Linked DNA regions of Mus musculus: region 2 is linked to region 1. Evidence: chromatin contacts called from public HiChIP or PLAC-seq data. All regions are on one chromosome and are shown on one strand. Each heading gives the region's core, a stretch centred on a gene start, on an enhancer-like site or on the middle of the called end of the contact. The rest is flanking DNA. Distances are from core to core; before and after follow the strand shown.

Region 1 (6,793 bases), core at 2,763-5,262:
CATATGACCAAAACCCAGAGCCAGCTGGATGAGATGCTGGAGTCTTTTCATGAGAGCTGCTTGTGCAGAAGGCATAGCTGCATTCTTGTACCTGAGTGCAGCATCAGAGAAATACCAGACAGAGCAGAAGAGCAAAGGAAACGCCCCGGACAAGAAGTGGGAGCAGCTGAAGATTCCTTATGTAAAAATAAATACGCACATGCATCTTGTTCATATGTAAACATGTGCTACCTTTTTCTCTTTCTCTTTCTCTTTTTCTTTTTCTCTTTGGTTTTTTGAGACAGGGTTTCTCTGTATAGCCCTGGCTGTCCTGGAACTCACTCTGTAGACCAGGCTGGCCTCGAACTCAGAAATCCACCTGCCTCTGCCTCCCGAGTGCTAGGATTAAAGGTGTGTGCCACCACTGACCGGCTGTGCTCATCTTTTATAAATGCTAAACTTATATACATACCAAAGAATTATTTTAAAAATACTTGTGGCTTATTATAAGTAAATGTTACATTTGTATATATGTTTTATCTCCCTAAATACCTGTGGTCACATAAAATGTTTTTGAGTAAAGAAGATTGCTGCTATAAAACTTTTAGGAAAACTTAGACATGGACTCTGATGTGTAAATGCAACAAAATTGCTTTTGGTACACACACACACACACACACACACACACACACACACAGAAGCAATCACATATGAGATGAGATTTCCACATGCAAAGGTTACATCTTGTCAGAACACAGCTGTGCTAACTTGTCCACAGTGTGCCTAGCTCTATGCTGGCAAAGCACAGTAGAGACAGCATGTCCTGAAAAGTCTCCAATGTTTGCTAGCTGGTCCTTTTCATGAGTTTGTTGGGTCCTGTTCTACATGAATTATGAATAATTCTATTCTCTGTCCACCATTTGTTATTATTGTAATCGTTATTATTGTTGTTGAGAGAAGACATTGATCCCACTACTGGGCCAATGGAACACATCGTGAAGTCTGACAGTGAACTGTCAGGGAGGAGAGATATGCTTCCCTCTGATGAAAAGGCGGTGTGTGAAAATGGCCCCTTCTTACTTGCATAACCCATGTAAGGCTGAAGTACTCGGCAGAGTACCAGCTGTCTTAGACACACTAGGGAAAAGGCAGTCTGGAAAATCTGACCCGGACATGGCTGACCGGGACCTTTCCCACTTTTTGATATCTTTTCATGTACAAATTGATTACGTTACCTGTAGCCAAATTTGTTTTAAAATATATGAGAGGAGAGGTTTTTTTTCCAGTTATGGCTTACTGTTTCCTACTGTAATCGATTCATCCATAATTATTTTGCCATTATATTTTATCCTTTAAAAATATACATTTAAGACTCATAAAATACACATGGGATTTGACTTTCCTTCCCTCATTTCCACAAATGCCATAAAAATTCCCAAAGGAAAAAAACACATAAAAGAAATTGTCCCCTTTCAAACATTGTCCTAACAACTATTTCACCGATGCAACATTCTCCTTTTCTTTCACATAGTTTTACAGAAATCCAAATCTATGTTTGTTTTTCTCAGTGTCAAAGATTGGTTGTACTGACTCCAAACAAGACCCAAGGGAGTTTGCAACAGAAGTTCTATCAGTAGTCAAGAATACTTAGTGGGTATGAGGATGTGTAATTAGAGCATTAATTTCTTTCTCCTCGATCACCAAGTGCACATTTGAATCCAAGATGTTCTGTGTTTGTGATTTGCTTGCAACTCCAGTTTCACACTGCGTTATCTGCCCCCCACCCCCTGCCCCATGATGTCATTAACCTGCACATTGTGAAATTCTGGTACACCGACAAAGGTTTGATTCCTGTAGTCAGTCAGTCTGTCCTCTCACCTGCGTCAAACCTGCTGCCTTACTGGCCAGCCACACTGATATCTTGCATAATCCCAAGGGTAGTCACCATTACCTTGAGCAGAGAGTCCTGTGTGTGACTGTTTGTTCATTTGGAAGTCAGCCCTGAGACACACTTTGTTGTCCAATGAGAGCAGTGTTCTTTGCCTGTGACATGCTGTTTTCAAGAGGACAGAGAGGTAGGTCAGCAGTTAAGAGCACTCACTTGTCTTAGAGTTTCTATTCCTGCACAAACATCATGACCAAGAAGCAAGTTGGGGAGGAAAGGGTTTATTTAGCTTACATTTCCACATTGCTGTTCATCACCAAAGGAAGTCAGGACTGGAACTCAAGCAGGTCAGGAAGCAGGAGCTGATGCAGAGGCCATGGAGGGATGTTACTTACTGGCTTGCTTCCCCTGGCTTGCTCAGCCTGCTTTCTTATAGAACCCAGGACTACCAGCCCAGGGACACCCACAAGGGGCCCTCTCACCTTGATCACTAATTGAGAAAATGCCTTGCAGCTGGATCTCATGGAGGCACTTCCCCAACTAAACTCCTTTCTCTGTGGTAACACCAGCCTGGATCAAGTTGACACACAAAACCAGCCAGTACAATTGACACTCCCCCCTCAACTTGACACACAAACACATCACTATAAAGGAAGCACACAAGGAAGACGGCTCACCACTGGTACCTCTTGTTGTTCAAGGGACAACTTTGCCTTGCAGCCTCCACAGGTGCCAGCATGCATGTTTTCATACATACACATCAATTTCAGAATTAAAGGAATCTTTAAAAACGTGAAAAGGCTCATAGGGAGGCTGAAGCGGAGTGGGAAGCTGGTGGTGTAGGGGTCACATGACCCTGAGACTCTTCCAATTGAATAGGGCTAGAGTTAAAGATAGTTTTATCACTCCTGTGAACCACAGTTTTCTTAAGTATTCCCTGCTCCTTTTGATTTTATGATTCTTTTTTAAAGATTTATTTTATTTATGTGTAGTGTGTGTGTGTGTGTGTGTGTGTGTGTGTGTGTACCCCTGAAGGAACCTGCAGATGCTTACAGAAGCCAGACGGGGGAGCTGGATACACACCAGCGCTGGACTTGGGCGCTACCAGATGTGGGCTAAGAACTGAATTTTAGTTTCGTTCTGTTGCAGCAATGAAACACTGTTGCCTAAACTGCAGCTTGGAAAAGGTTTATTTGGCATTCTCTTCCAGATTGACGGAAGGCAGGAAGTCAAGGCAGAAGCCATGTAGGAATACAGATTACCGACTCACTTTCTTGGTTGATCTCTGGACGATGCTTTTTTCCCCCCTCCAATCCAGGACTTCCTGCCAGAGGAATGACACCACCCATAGTGGGCTGGGCTCTCCAGCATCAATTACTGATCAAGACATTGCTGCTACGGACCTTTCCATCCTCAGACTGACTGGATTTAGGCAATCCCTCTACTGATTCTAGGCTGAGTCAAGTTGATAAGTATCAAAGGTTCTTTACCTCTGCGCCCTCACTCCAGCGTCACTTTGAGCTTCTAATTAAAGCCTCAGGAATATATCGCTGGGAACTATAAAACCTGCAGCGGCAGCTTATATTGTTGTCTTTTCCATAATGTTCCTGGGAATGGATTTCCTTAGGGGAGAAAGAATGAAACCTAAAGCGACACAAAATAGACAATCAGACAAGCAACTAAAACCTAGGGATGTAGCTCTGTTGGCAGAGCGCTTGCCTAGCATGCAGGAAGCCCCACGTTTCATCCCAGCCACCTCACAAATCCAAGCCTGGTGGAACAAACCTGAAATTCCTTCTCTTGGAAGGGGGAGGTAGGAAGATCAGGAAGTTCCTGACCACCCTCAGCCATATAGCAAGTTAAGCCTGGGCTATGCGAGACCCTGTCTGTAGACAAATAAACAGATGATTTAAAAAGCTGCCCATAAGGGAACTTATAGTTCACCACTACCATTCTAGTACTTTCCATTTACTGTTAAAGCCACAGCCTCCTGGGGCTGGATAACGCTGGGAGACCTCAAGGTGAGTCCTCCCGGAGGCTGCCAGCTCGGCAGTCAGCGAGGAGAGCAGATTTCCGTTTCCTTGGCCAGCCTTCGGGAGGGAGGGGCGGAGGGGGCCTCGCGTGGGGGAGGGCCGGTAGGGCGGGACTTCGAGAGGGCGGGCCCTCAGGAGGGCGTGGCCTCCGGAGGGAGGGCTGGTGGAGGGGGTCTCAGGAGGGAGGGCCCGAGGGCCGGACCCACAGGGCGACCTTAAAAATTGCCCGGGGGCCCGCGGCCGCCAGCGGAGCGCGCGGGCGGCAGAGGGCGAGCCGGACACAGCCAGGCGCGGCGGTGAGGCTGCGGGAGCGGGCGGGAGCGAGCGAGTGGGCGACCGGCCCGGCTGGGGAACGCGGCTGACAGTCCCCGCCCTGCCGCACACGTGCCGCGGCTCCGGGCGCGCGCACCGGGCTCGCTGCGGGGTCCCGGGAGACGCGGAGGTTCGGGCGGGCGGGCGCGGTGGCCAGTGTGCGCGCGCTGCGCGGAGCAGAGCAGAATCCGGGTCAGGCCGGGTGAAGCGCTCCGCAGCTGCGGCAGTAGTTGGCACCCCGGTTGTCCCGGGCTGGGCCCGAGGGGTTCGATTGATGGTGGTGGCAGGCAGGCGGCCTTCTGCAGCCCAGCTGCAGCTCCAGCTGCAGCTCCAGACGGGTCCCTCCTTAGCGAAAGGCAGCCTCACCTGCGCTGAGCACCCGGGAAGTTCTTTCTGGCACCCTAGGAACCAGTGGTTGTGTCGGCGGCGTTGTTTCTGGGACTGCTGGGTAGTTTGAAGGAAGAGGGTGAGACGCTCAAAGGATTCGGGGTTTCTACTCCAAATGGTACAGCAGGCTCCTAAATTAGTTTAAATCCGCGCAGACCGGTCTGGTTTTTGCAGGTCCTGCATATCCCCCAAGCCACAGGTGATACTCAGGTCCTTGTGCATTCTTTCTGGGTTCATCTGTTAGTAGCGTTTCTGTCTTCTATAATTTGACAGATACCCCTGAGAAGGGGGCTAAGTGTTAAGAGTACTTTCCTGGTATGCAGGAAGTTAGGTTTAATTCCCAGCACGGGAAAGCACTTAAAAAAATATATCTTTTTAAAATTGTAATTAACATCATTTCCTCCCTTCCCTTTTCTACGCCTAACCCCTTCGGTGTAACCATATCCCCTACCCCCTTTCAAATTCATGGCCTCTTTTTCTCAGGACATATAATGCTACTTGTCTCTATATGGTGGATAACCAACTGGGGACTGTACTCTGGGGAAGACTATGCCCCCATTCCCAGCTTTCCTTACTCGTTTGTAGTTCTTTGTCAAGGGTTGAGACCCCCTCCCCCGAGATTTCCTTATCCATGTTAGTGTGTCTATTGCTTTCATCCTCATGTAGGTCTTGTCCCCAAGTTGATGCGACTTCATGGCCTTTCTAACATTTCTAGGAGACTCAAGTTCACAGCAAACTTACTGTCCCTTTGGCTCTTGGAGGGGGGGGGGGGATTAAAGGTTAATTCTGCACATATTATTTCTCTAGGACTTGAAATGTTTTCATTTGGTGTATGTGAAAGGGTTGGATTTATAGTGACTGCCTAATTAGATACACTTTTCTATGCCTCCAAAGTTAGTAAAGAATAGTTCCTGAGGAAACAAATGAACACATTGAAGCTCCTCTGAGACCACTGTGGATACTCCCCACCACCTGGTTGGTCTTTTACTTTCCCTGCAAAAATGTAGGCACAGGTGTTTCTGTAATCACCAGGTTGCTAGTTTTAAAAGAAAGAAAGGTTCTTGGAATAAGGTCATTGACTTTTTTTTTTTTTAAATTCTGCCCTTATTTTCTGGACTTTTTGGATGGCTTTGGTATTTGAAAGAGTCCTGGCCTAATGCACCAGCCCCTTCATTGTGATGAGGAGTAAAATTGTTCTCTGTTACGTGTAAATTAATTCTGTATTTTGAGAGCATACAGAATAGTTTTGGATGATTGGTAACTTGGATCTTGTATGTTGAGTCATTCTCCTTTCTAGTTAATGTTAAATTCATTTCTCAGAAAGGTTTCTTTCTTTCTTTCTTTCTTTCTTTCTTTTTTTTTTTTTTGTCTAAAGGTAGAAGGAAACTTTGTTTCCCCAAAGCCTTTAAAAAAAACCCAAACATTTCAAGTCTTGCTGTAAAGAGAACAGCAGCAGTTTGACTCTTTGGGATATACCCCTGGGATTCTCATCAAGCAAAGTTGGAACCCAGAAGTCCAGATGTTGCACCAAAGTGTGGCTGGCTCACATGACCTGCCTTCCTTGGATTTACGCTCCGAGACTCTCTAGTCCCGCTTGAGGCCCGTTGAGTCAGAATCTGACTACACAGCAGTGTAGCAAATCTCCACATTTACTGCTGAGATGTGGCGGAGTGGAGGTGACAAGAACAGGGCCAGGGCCCTCTTGTGGGCCTCATGGCATTTATGGCCATCTGTATATGGTAATTTTACAACCCACCTTGTCTAGATGAAGACCTCCGGCTTAGGAGCTATGTGACTCAGTGGAGCTCCTAGGCTCTGATGCTGAGCAGCACAGGCTGCTGATGGTACTTAAGACTGAGCTTGGTAGACTGAACTTTCACCACAGGCCTCTGAAACTGTCTGCTGTGGTCTGGGCCAGTTGTGATTAATACCTGTCCCCGTATTAATTTGTGTAAATGAGGGAGGCCATAGCACTATGCTGTGTGATATTCTTTTATCCAGTATGATCTCTTGGATCAACAGATCACGTGGGGTCAGGGGACTACCATCCCTCACTCTGTCCTTATTTGGTGTTTGTTGCTGTGTTGATACATCAGGACTCCTTAGGAACCTACAGTCCCACTCCTGGAAGTTAAGTTCAGTAATGTAGCAGGCTTATAGAATGGGGGACTGAAGAGGCTGGCCTAACTGAACTTTT
Region 2 (6,793 bases), core at 3,130-5,629, 540 kb before region 1:
CATCTGCCCTTGCAACCTCTGAGTGTGAGGAATTCCGATGTTGGTGGCAGACATGTTGCACTGTAGCAGAGGTGACGTGAGGTTCATAGTAGTAGACGCCAGATTTGGGGGTGGAGTCATGGTGGCTTGTGCTTGAGGGGTCCCGGCTAAGGGATGAGATGGAGCTAGCTGAGCCAGTCCCGTGTTGGACAGAGAAACACTGGTTGCATAGGAAGTCACAGCCGGAGAATGACTGTAAGGCATGGCATGAGGGTCCATGATGGTGTTGGTCAGCTGCTGCAGCTTGGCTAGACTGAAGGTGGCTGATGGTTGGGAGTAGCTGCCTGCACCAAAATCCCCTGGAATCCTCTCGTAGATACTGATATTCCCAGTGCTTCCAGACTCGGGTATCTCCATTATCATGGGGGCTGCAGTGAAGCTGTTGTTCATACTGCACTGAGACAGAGGGGGCTGCTGCTGTGGTGGAGGGGGCTGGGGCTGCTGCTGTGGTGGAGGGGGCTGCTGCTGTTGCTGCTGCTGCTGCTGCGGCTGTGGTGGGGGAGGCTGTGGGGCCGCCTGTTGCTGTGGCGGCGGCTGCGGCTGCTGTGGTGGTGGCGGCGGGGGTGGTGGCGGGGGTGGCTGCTGGTTACTGGGAGGCCTTTCCACCACACAAGTCTGCGGTGACTTGATATTGCAGTTGGCGGCTGGTTGGACAGTGTTCTGTTGCAGCATGCTGCAGCTGTTGCCCATGTTGGCCATTTGCTGAGTAACAACACAACTGTTCTGGGTGAGGCTGCTTGAAGACGACAGGCCGCCATACGAGCAGCTGCTCTGAGAGGAATTATTCCCACAAATGCTGCTGCCCATGGTGGAATCATAGCTGCTTGGGTTCTCATAGTTCTCTGTGGTACTCTCGATGCTGCCCAGATCACTGAAGCCGCTGTCTACCACCTGCTGAGAGTGGTCTGATACGGAAGGCACATCCATCATGGGGCTGGTCTCCATGTTCTGCATAGAGGGTGCGGACAGGGATCCTTGCTCTGGGCTGATCTGTGTGTAGCCACTCTCCAGGGCAGGCATGCTGGGGCTGTTGACAGAGCGGACTGACTGGCTAGGATGAGACGGAATGGAGGATATCGGGCTATTATGCTCTGAAGCATGACAGTCTTCAACCATTGACATCTGGGGGTCCTCATCAGTGTGGGTGTAACTCTGCAGTGTCTGGCAGGCTGCAAGAGTTTCTTCACAGTCCTGGTAGGCTCCTTCATGCTCACTGCTTTCTTCTTGAGTCAAAGATTGCACTGCCTGTACAGTCTCCAGGTCCAGTTCGCTGTGTGGGATCTCTTCCTCCTCCTTTAGCTCAATTAACTCTTCCTTAGTGTTGGAGTCTTCCTCATGGTCCTCCTCTGAGCCTGGCATGGTTTCTGATACCACAGAAGCCTCATGGGAAGGCTGGTCTTCCTCAGAATCCGGTTCAGCCTCATCTTTATCCTTTGTATTCTCCCTACTGTCCTGCATGTTTGCAGCTAAAAAAGATCCCTGGATGCCAGGCTCCTCCTTGTCGTCTTCTCTAGCTGGCTGCTCCTCTGGCTCTTTTGTCTTTAGCGAATCCAGGTGGCCTTCGTCCTCATCGTCAGCGTCATGGTCTTCGTTCTGGTTGGCCTCTGTGGTCACTTCATCTTCTTCCTCCTGCTCCTGCTCCTCCAGCTCTTGGGGCTCTTCCTCTGACTGCCTCTGATCGTCCGAAGGCTTCTCGTCTTCCTCCTCTGGCTCGGGTTCTTTTGGTTCTGCCTCAGGGCTGTTGCTGCTGTCCAATGGGGACATGGCTCTAATGTCACTGCTGGTTGTATCCTCTTCCTCTTCGGCCTCCTCATCTGGTTCTGTGTGCATCTCTTCTTTCCTTTCTTCCAGCAAGTCCTCCTTTACCTCAACAATTTCTTCATTCTCTTGAGTTCTGGGTTTACGGCCTGGTTTAATGGGGACTACGGGCTCAACTATGCATTCCTGTGCAGAAGCAGCTATGATTTCCTGATTCAATTTAAATCCTGGTTTCCGTCCAGGCCTTTTCTTCCAGTGGATAGGTTTTCGGCTCTTGCCTTTGGGCCATCCCTTTTTCTTTTTCATAGGTGTAGAGGTATCTGGCTCAAGTGAAGCACTGTTCACATCACATTTTCGCAAGAGAGATACTGGCTTTAGGACAGGAGTGTCTGTACAGAAAAGAGATAGTGAGAGAGGTTACAAGACCTAGCATTTCTTTGAGACCAGCATGTACAGCAGAAGAATCTAAGGAAAAACACTAACTGATTGCACATCAAGTAACACAGTGACCTGGCAGAGAAGTGAGCTAATCCTGGGCAACTTGATTCTACCACCTATGAAGACGCAGTAAAGAGGAGCAGGAGTGTCCGCTTAAGTTACACCTCAGCTGCTTCTGTTTGCTTTCTGTTACCTCTTTGGTTTGCTTTCGTTTCCACAAAATCATTACTTGAAGTAGGATCATAAGGCAATTCTGTAGACCACAATTAAGCCTCCCCTGTGAATAGCTGTTAGTCACTGTGCTAAATGGGACCAACTGCATAGTATGTAGTCTTAACCACGCACTGATCTGTAGTCCCGAACAAGTAAGAAATGGTCAATGTGACAAGTTATATTTAGAGGAAATAAATTCAACAGTAGCATTACTTTTCCTAATTGTGGCAAGACACAGAAGATAAACTTTAAATCATTTTAAAGTAGAATTCAATGCATTAAATACATTCTCAGTTATTAATAAGTTTAGAAGGGTATGAATGTAGAGGAAGAGAGAATTAAAGGTTTGTTTGTGGTACATCTGGGAAGTCAGCAAAGGCAACAGCAGTCTGAGTAAGAACTGTCAAGGTCATAGGAGCTCACAGGAGAGAGACCATTGTGACAAAGTGAATCAAGACAGAGCACAGCACCAAGTGCCAATCACACCAAAACAGTCTCAGGTCCCTAGACACACAGCAATATCTAACAAGAGGAAAACTGGGTCATCACCTATTATAATAAATAAAGCAAGAACCTTAATGATCATCACTACATTAAAAACATGCATCATTGAGTAAGCCTTACAATAAGAAAACTGTGTGAGGTATGCTGTGATTTCCAACACCTAAGAGGCTACAGCAAGTGGGTCAGCCAGACTGTGTCACACACTTATAATTCTTCTGTCTTCTCCTGCCATGTATACTCATACTCATGCACAAACACATATATGCTCTCTCACATACAAATATACACACACATGCACACAAATTCACACACATACACATGAACATACATATACACACATGTATATACACACATAGACACATGCGCGCACACACACATACCACAAAGGTTTTGGTTTTGATTCTAGGTCTGAGCTCAGGGCTCATCACTATCAAGCTACACATTCTGTCAGAAAAATACAGGTCCTATGTACTAGGTCTGAAGCCAAGATTTTAAGAGAATAAAATAAAACGCTCTTCCAAAAAAGGCAAAAGATAAAATAAGATAAAATAAAATAAAGTAGTACAAAGCAATACCAGGCAACACAATTTCTTCTAAGTTGCCTGTGAAAATGCAAAGGCTGACAGAGGCATCAGAACAAACATGATGGAGGTGTAGGTGACACAGCACCCAACAAGCCTGCCTTCTTCCTCGCTCATCTCAAATGAGCCTGCTTCTGTACATGGGAATATGTCTATTTTAATAGTAATTGACGGAATGTTAGCTACACCATACAACGTAGCTTATTTTGTTATCATTGTCACTTATTAGAAATGTACGACTGGTTACTGGGTTGTACACACCTATAATCCCAGAACCAAATAGGCTGAGGCAGGTCAGACCTCTGTATAGTGAGTCTTAAATAACAAAACAAGATAAACACAAAACAACGAGAAGGAAGAGATTACTCTGCGAGTAAACACCATCAGACGCATGGTTCAGGAAGGTTCCTGAACAGAGGGCAGAGGTCCCCAGGGATGCTCAGGTGGCTCCTCCTCAGTCACTCAGTTACCAGAGCTGCTGAGCACCAAACCTAGGCACTCAGCGAGCTGCAGACCACAGAATCCAGTACTCAGTTATGCCAACACCCTTTAACTGAGGATTCAGACAAAAACCTAGGCAACATTAGGTGAAAAGGAAGGCCTTCCAATAATTAAGATTTCCTGCAAAGCAAGAAGAGATCAGGTTAAAGAAGCGCGTTTACATGCAGACGTGACTATGGATAGATAAACCCCATATCTGCAGAGGTGGCCAACCTTTCCCCTTCCTGTCTTAGTGAGTTGTGTTCATTCCCAGCCCTTTGGGGAAGGAAGGGTCTGTAGTGATTACTTCTCTATTTTCAAAGACACACAGAAACTACTCTAAGGAACAGTGTGTAAACCTACCATCTGCGTCGTCTGACTCCTCCTCCTCCTCCTCTTCCTCTTTAGACGGCCTCTTGGAGGAGGACTGACACCTAAGGATGTCCTGTGAGGACAGGCAATGGAAGTACCCTCTGGGGAAGAGCTCACTCTCCTCCTCCTCCTCCTCCTCCTCTTCCTCCATCTCAAATGTAGGCTCCAGTCGTGGCATTGGTCTCTCAGAGTCAGAGTCTTCAAAAGGCTCATCTAACACCTCCGTGGTCTCAGAGATGGTCTCTGTGACTACACTGCTATTGTGGTGTTTCCGCTTGCGGACTCTTCGTCTTCGGTGAAGAATCGGTTTCTATGTAGTAAAGAAAGCAGGTATTTTATTTATAGTAATGAGCTTTTTTCCCTGCTTTAACATAAAAGTTTTAAAGCTTTGCAGAACTAACATATTTAAAACAAAGATGCAGTTTGCCAACAGATACTCTGGTAAAGACAAAGTGTTAAGAACACAGAGATGTGTGTGGTCAGTGAGGTGGCTCCACAGGTGAAGTTTCCTGTGCAAACTGGGCAACCTGACAACCTGGGATCAACCTTGGATCCCATATACAAGTGGGGGAACTAAATCCTTAGAAATGTCCCCTGACCTCTACACACCCACCAAGTGCAAGCCCACCAACACATACACATGTACTCTTACACACACTCACGCACGCACGCGCGCGCGAAGGGAAGGAAAGGGAAGGGGGAAGGGGGATGGGGGAAAGGGGGAAGGAGGGGAAGGAGGGGAAGGGGAATGGGGAAGGGGGGGAAGGGGGAGGAACAACAAAATCCGCACAGATTTTGGGCACTAAGGCCCGCTCTGATATGAAGAGCAAGTGTCCAGAGAGCACATGGTGTTGGTGCATCTTCTCAGCTCATCGACATTTTACACTTTACAGCGCCACCTGCTCTAATGCTAAAGTGCCTCAGAGACTACGCCCTCTACTTCTGTTCAAGAGCAAAAGGAATAGAAACATTCCATCTTATACATCACCATGCATTAGCAGATCAATAAATGTGCACGCCATTTGGGGAAACTAGCTAGAGCAGAGCACACAAACGCAGAGCAGAAATGCATTCACTTGACAGAGAAGAGAAAACAGCAGCACGGCCTGAGACTTGGCGCACACAGCACACACTGACACGGGGCTGACCTAATAGCTTACATAACACAGTGATGTCACCAAGCTACAGAGACAACAGCCCAGGAATGACTGAATCACATCCTTGTACAGAGGCTAGAAAGGTTAGCACTTATGCAAGGTCATACATCTAGGCCATAAAATAATCCTGAGCGTCCTTCAGTAAATTTTAAGACTGTCTAAGTACTTTGCATACAAGTTCACTGGCTGTTACAATATTTTTTGTGTGTTTTCTACACATTTACTTTTTTATTTACAATTACTTTTTAAATTTTATTTATGTGTGTATTTATGTACATGGGTACTTTGTCTGCATGTTCATCTGCACACCAGACAGTGGTGAGCTGCCATGTGGATGCTAGGAATTGAACTCAGGACCTTTGGAAGAGCAGTGAGTACCTTAACCACTGACCCATCTCTCTAACACCCAATACTAGTGTTTTTTACACAAGAAAATAGCATACTTGTTTTACCACATAAACTGGAGAAATAAACCCTAGGATGGCAAAGATACATTCTTTTGTTTTTGTTTTTGTTTTTGTTTTTCCAAGACAGGGTTTCTCTGTGTAGCCCTGGCTGTCCTGGAACTCACTTTGTAGACCAGGCTGGCCACGAACTCAGAAATCCGCCTGCCTCTGCCACCACACCCGGCTGCAAAGATACATTCTTTATGATCATGCAATCAACAGGAGAGTTAATCACTTTAATTTTTCTCTACTTCAAAATCTACTGAGAATTTTCAAGTTAGAGTAAAAATAGCTCTGCTCCTTAGAGAAGGGCTGATTCTGCAGCGGAGGCAAGAAATATTTCAGATAAATTTGTAGGACCTTGTACTATCAGAAAGCACTTAAAACAAAAGAAACTCGCCATGACGATGATACTGTGAGTATAAACAGGAGCAACACAACAAACATGGCCAGTGCTGGATGGGAGGCGCTAAGTTTAAAACAGTGCTACAAACTCAAGTACCAGGTCCTTTCTAATGGCGACAGCAGAAGGGACCTATGTAACCTATGCAGGTGCTCTGCTGCTATAGTGAGTAGCCACACCCAGGCTAAGCCCGATCTGCACTCATGCCTTTCCTCTTCCCCAGGAAAAAGGGGAAACAAAGTAACAGCAGCAGCAGAGAAACCCAGGAGGGCCAAGGCCAACAGCAAAGTGGAGTCCTCTACCTGACTCCCATATGCCACACAATACAATACCCACCAGATGATGTGATGAGACTAGTGCTTGCTTCTCTGCCTCCTTTGCCTTACTCTCAAATACATTACC

Evidence for each region. HiChIP or PLAC-seq counts read pairs in DNA pulled down with a chosen protein or histone mark.
Region 2: a contact with region 1 is called in an H3K4me3 HiChIP or PLAC-seq map of bone marrow-derived macrophages, with 4 times the contacts expected there. The contact joins the enhancer-like site here to the promoter of Slc25a15 in region 1. A contact is called at or near these places in 3 of 39 promoter capture datasets (the C10 cell line, cranial neural crest and pre-B cells), 2 of 115 datasets of contacts at active chromatin or transcription factors (bone marrow-derived macrophages and memory CD8 T cells) and 1 of 9 other capture datasets (liver).

The regions. Positions count from the first base shown.
Region 1 is chr8:22,395,840-22,402,632 of GRCm38.p6, reverse strand. Slc25a15 (solute carrier family 25 (mitochondrial carrier ornithine transporter), member 15) reads left to right here and starts at 4,012. Exons shown (of 7, transcript NM_181325.4): 1 at 4,012-4,193. 1810012K16Rik (RIKEN cDNA 1810012K16 gene) reads right to left here and starts at 3,912. Exons shown (of 3, transcript NR_045473.1): 1 at 3,650-3,912; 2 at 3,355-3,486; 3 at 3,042-3,188.
Region 2 is chr8:22,933,382-22,940,174 of GRCm38.p6, reverse strand. Kat6a (K(lysine) acetyltransferase 6A) reads right to left here. Exons shown (of 18, transcript NM_001081149.2): 17 at 4,377-4,695; 18 at 1-2,186. Among named protein-coding and RNA genes, the nearest start is that of Ank1, 38 kb to the left of the region's middle. Within about 2 kb of position 4,379, at least 51 of the 459 cell types and tissues checked have an H3K27ac peak or open chromatin away from gene starts, as enhancers often do. A contact at or near this core is called in bone marrow-derived macrophages, where this site is marked.